Regions from separate parts of the Gossypium hirsutum genome. Here region 2 is linked to region 1. A link is a contact called in public Hi-C data. All regions are on one chromosome and are shown on one strand. The core of a region is the stretch at or near the end of the contact, and the rest is flanking DNA. Distances in the headings are between cores, read along the strand shown.

Region 1 (2,809 bases), core at 231-2,730:
TGAAGAACATCTCCATGGAGATTTTAGATTTCTACGAAAACTACAAAATTTCTGATGAACGAATCAACGCTGCTTTCAGCAAACTCGATTTTAATCCTTAGATGGTTGAAGACAAATACCTAACACCACTGTGATGCATGACTGTATATTATCTATTATCGCCACGTTGGTTGACTATATTAAGAAAGAAGTGAAAGCATGGAGATGTCTGGTTTGATTTAACCCATACCTCTATGATATTACAATGGTACTATTAAAAGCATGTAGAAAGATTATTAGAGTGAATGTCGAAGTATTCATTTGAGATTTTCTTTTAGTATTAATTCAAATATTTTATCTAAGCCTTGTAAATTGAGCCAAACCCAAATTGGTCTAAACATGAAAGAACTCAAACCTGAAAACATTATAATCTAAAACTGACTCGGACTAACTTCGACCCGCGATATGTCTATATTTGAGTGACAAACGAGGTGGTAGAGTCAAGAATCTTGCATCATTTCCAGAATTTAGTTTTTCTGTTTCTTCTTAGCCTGCTTCTTCTCTGTATCCACACAAAAATACACGTGATGATCATAAAGTAAGATTAGAAATAACATAATATCAGATGAAAAATGAAGAAAAAAAATTGTTACCCAATTTTCTTTTTGCTTCGGATTTTGCAAAAAACTCCCTCCATTCATCTGTTAGAACAAAAATGGGTTCATCTTCCTCATCATCCTCTTCTACTTCCTCTTGCAGTTGTCCATAGTCTTGCTCTTGCAACGCCCTAATTAATAACCCAAAACAGAGAATAAAAAAACCAGATGAGAGATTCTTTACTTAATTAAAGAAAACAATGGTGTGGGATTGAGAAAATATGGTAAAAACTTACATGTATTCAGGATCAACATTATCTTTTAGCACCCGAATTTTCAATTCAAAATTTCAATAACTAAGCTTTGTGATGAAAACCCATGTCATAAATTTGAAAATCGAATACAGAAATGGGTTAATCGAAGGCTCTTTTCTTTTTTTTTTCTTTTTAATTTTGACAGAATTAAAAGAAGAATGAGAGTTGGAGAAACTTACGGATTGCCAGAATGGTGGGTTTCGTTTGGCGCGGTTGTGGACTCAAGAGGAGCTAAAGTAGGGCTTACGTGAGAATGGTGAGTAATGAGGTGGTGATGATGGTGATGGTGGTGGTGGTGGAGAGGGCAGCTTATTGTATAGTGATGGCGGTGATGATGGAGAGGGCAGCTTTTTGTATGATGGTGATAGTGGTGGGCAGGGCAGAGGATTGTATGGTGGTGATGCGGATAGAGGATCATCGGACGGTGTTGGTGCGAAACAGGGCATCCAGGCGAAGGTTCCATGGTTCCTATCCGTTCTTTTGACCACTTCTAGGGTTTATAAGAGTACTGAGTAAAAACAATCCAGACTAGGCCGGTGATTCGGAGAGGGATCTTGAATTGATTAGGTTGAAAATTAGTATAGACAGATTAATTTAGCTAAAAAATAAGTTGAATCAAGTTTTTAAATTTTTTTATCAGTGGCTTAATTGTCTAATTTAAAAAATATTGATAAAATTTGAACCAAATGCTTGTTATGGTGTTAATTTTAAAATTACTATTATATATACTAAAAATTCTACCATACATGTAAGTGTACGAAAACTATGTATTTGAAATTCAGAGGCTACTTTAAAAATAACATACAATATATCATAAAACATATAATTTAAAATTAATTAATAATAACACATTAAAAATGTATGATGTTAAAATGAACCAAATCCACTGCAACTATTTATCATGACGTTGTTATCAATCTTGATTTAATGTCAAAACTTAATCAACAATATTATCAATATATACAATTAATCGAGATAATAAAATAAGCATAATATAATAAAAATGTAAATATTTAAAATAATTTTTTAGTTTAGCGATAAAATTAATATTTTATTGATGTAATAGCGCGAGATCAAAATTCACCAAATTCAAATTTTTTATTGATTTTGTTTTAAAAAATAAAAAGACTAAAGTAATCTCGAATAATATAACTTAATTTTAATTACGATAAAATATTTTCATAATTTTCCTAATTAAGTTATTGTGTGATTAACTCATAATATAAACTTAACCAATAACTTACTTAATATAAGTATATTTATTCTATATATTAAATATATAGGATAAAATCATAAATATATTAATTATTTATTAATTATTTATATTATACATACTAAAAATATATATATTTAAATTATTTATAAAATATAATTATGTGGTGCACGAATAAAAAACCTAATGCACACCAACAAATGGTTGGAAGGAGCGGAAAGGTACACTTTAAATATTTGAACTAGGCTTGAATTTTGGAGTAATCATCTAGGTAAGGTATTTATCTGAATGTTGCCATTAGCTTGAATAAGATTAGTCTCAAATTATAAAATAGATGAAGATACATGTGGTTATATATATAAAAAAAAATTATGTGCAAGGTTTTCAATACTAGACTAATGATTGAATAAGTCAGGTCATCGATTAACTTAATTTGATTAACTAAATCATAAATAAAATAAATAAAATTCGATTCAACCAATTTTTAATCAATTCAACCGGTTCGTACTAATTCCTAGGACAATCAATCTAATGCCTCCCTCTAGATTAGTATCCAATCGATTTCCAATCTAATCAATCTAATTGATCGATTCGATTTGGTTCAAAAAACTATTACAATGTGTCTTTAATTGATATTTAAAAAAAAATTAAAAACTAAACAAAAGAATATTCATTTCTTAATTCCATTTGTAATATATATATAATTC
Region 2 (2,762 bases), core at 80-2,579, 220 kb before region 1:
ATCCTGATTTACTGTTAATAACATTCGAGGCCTGTTGCAAGTTTAATGCATTTCCCAATGTGGAATACACGACATCATCAACCTAGGTTGATCTACTAATACTAAACCTATAATTTTCGTATAAGCCAAAGTCATATCAACCTCAAAGTAACATATTTTTATCCAATAATACTACTACAAATCAAAAACCGAAAAACAAGAGAGTAGTTTTCCTTCTGTATCTCTGCTATAGGCTAAATCTTGAATGGAGAAGTCTGCATTAAACACTATGATGCTAACTCACACATGACCACGAGTATGGTACCATATTATGTTATGAGAAAGAGAATGCTTTCCTGATTCTTATGACCGACAAGACGAAAAACGAATAAACTCCCTAATAAAACTAATACGACATTCTACCCTCGTTCATTTCCTTCCGACCACACCAATCCATGGTGTCAAACAACCAAATAGTTATCCAAGTCAAGAAAGCTAATCCCACAAGTTACTTAAAATTTTCCACTAACATCATTCCAGTTAACGACTATGTCATGGAAATATATTCCGCGCAAAGCAAATTCAGTACAAGCAAGTCGTTTTACTTCGAAAGATCAAAGCAAAACTTTATCATGACCTGCATTTATATACGAGTACAAACGAAGGCAGCTAAAGAAAATAATGATCTACCATCACAACCAATGGCATAAAATTAGTAGTAGGAATTCATTTAAGTCCCTTTTCGATTGCTCTTAAAATTACATACAATTCAACATTTTCTTAACTAATTTACAATTGGGGGGTGGGGAAAGAATTTGGGTTTAACAAATACTGAAACTAATAGTAAATAAAGAAAGAATACCACAATAGCAGCCGGTGACAATAGCGAAATTAGTGGCGTAAGTAGCTGAAATATTAGCGAGGCCGTACACTTTCCGATGCTTTGACACCAACCCAACGCCTCCACCGGAAACCCCTGTTTAAAAACAAAGAGAACCACGCCTGACATTCATGAATCCTGGTGTTTCAATGAACAAACAGTACTAAAAGTGTGAGAGGGAGGGCAAAAGACAAAAGACCTGCAAGGATCGTCGGGATCAATATCCGACGCCGCCAGTCCACGGAGGTTGATGATGATGGTGATGGGGAGTCTCCTTGTTGGTTTGGGGATCCCATAGTTTCAGTTCGGAAACCTTTTTCTGGGTTCAACGAACTAGAGACACACTGTGGACAGGGAATTAGGCAAGAGAGTTATGTTGGGTCGGGTCCCGACATGTTGTTCCAAAGGCCAAAACCCAGAGTTTTTGTTAAGTTTTTTTTGGGCGAAAGTAGCTGTTAAGTCCCTCTGTTATAGAGACTAGGTCAAATTAGTTCCTCCACTATTAAATAGATCAATTTAGTATTTGTTCTATTAAAAGGAAGGGCAAACTATACCATTAGTCACTAAACTATGAGTAAGTTTTCGTTTCGGTCTCTTGACTAAAAAAGTTACAATTTGGTCATTGAACTATTCAAAAGTTTTCATTTAAGTCATTGAATTATTCAAAAGTTTTTATTTAAGTCATTGGTTTGTTAACTTTTTTTTATTTAAAGTTTCGCCAACAAGTTCCAAGTGAGGATTTGACGATTAGTACAGTGGAATAGCACATACCAACAAGTAGAAGAACATACTTTAGATCCAAGTTGATCTGACTATCAATGTCGGAGATCGAAGAAAAAAGCTGTTTGGATTTTGGTTCGTAGATTTGTAACGTCAAAAGTTGTTTCATGAAAAAAAACTAAACTATAGAAGGGATGGGGATAGAGAGCTTTTGATTGGTGTAGGCAATGCAAACAAAGAAAGCTATATAACATCGGTTTTAATAGCCTAGTGATTTAAATGAAAACTTTTGAATAGTTCAATGACCAAGTTGTAACTTTTTGAGTTAAGTCACCAAAATAAAAATTTATTCATAGTTTAATGACTAATGGTGTAATTTACCCTATTAAATTTTATCAATACAATATTAGTAAAGGGTAAAGATGGAAAAAGATTTTACTCATATCATATTAAGCATTTGACAAGCATTTATCACTATTCCAAATGGTTAGGTTTTCATTTGTGTTTAATAGACCGATGATCTGCATATGGCATAAAATTTGACATATTTGAATATTGATTTTATCTAGAGGTACCAATTGGTGAAATTATTCCAAGATATATAAAAAAAACATTTTAAAAAATTGAAATCCTGGATGAAACTTGCAAAATTCAATTGAATTGGTTTTTTTTTTAATCAAAGATGTTATAATCTAATTTATGATTTGAACCTTGGTAGTATTTAAGTAAAAAAAATTCAATAATAATGACTTCAAAATTCAAACTTAATTCAGATGTCGATAACATTTTACATAATTTTAGGCATAAAAATTATTTTGTTATAGCTTAATTGAATATTAAGTTTATTTACTTAGTCTGGATAGTTATGTTTTGGTTAACTTTGTTTATTTGATTTGGGAATTTTGGATTTGATTTATAAGATTTTGGGATTGATTTAGAGGTTCGTGTATAAAAGTTTTTGTAAATATATCTGGAGTTCATGTAAAGATGAAATCATAAATATAATTAGATAAAAGAACAGACTGTTTAAGCCCATTAGAAATTTAAGGCATGTTGGAGCATTCAAGCATCTTTTGCAGTAAAAAGGGACCGCAAAAAATGGCATCAAAAAAAGTTTCAATGTCTAGGTTCTGCTTTTGGGGGTTTAAAAAACTAAAATTAAAGCAAATCTTAGCATTTGCAT

The links. A called contact is a pair of places that touch in the nucleus more often than the background predicts.
Region 2: a contact with region 1 is called in a Hi-C map of leaf, with 2.6 times the contacts expected there. The contact joins the promoter of LOC107932908 here to the promoter of LOC121232162 in region 1. A contact is called at or near these places in 3 of 34 Hi-C or Micro-C datasets (callus and leaf).

The regions. Positions count from the first base shown.
Region 1 is chrA07:15,578,374-15,581,182 of Gossypium_hirsutum_v2.1, reverse strand. LOC121232162 (knob-associated histidine-rich protein) reads right to left here and starts at 1,480. Exons shown (of 3, transcript XM_041117643.1): 1 at 1,069-1,480; 2 at 633-766; 3 at 296-541. The coding sequence starts at 1,352. The coding sequence ends at 507. LOC121232163 (cyclin-C1-2) reads left to right here. Exons shown (of 9, transcript XR_005930388.1): 9 at 1-316.
Region 2 is chrA07:15,793,279-15,796,040 of Gossypium_hirsutum_v2.1, reverse strand. LOC107932908 reads right to left here and starts at 1,329. Exons shown (of 4, transcript XM_016865031.2): 1 at 1,059-1,329; 2 at 842-955. The coding sequence starts at 1,155. LOC107932906 (ethylene-responsive transcription factor-like protein At4g13040) reads right to left here. Exons shown (of 7, transcript XM_016865029.2): 7 at 2,738-2,762.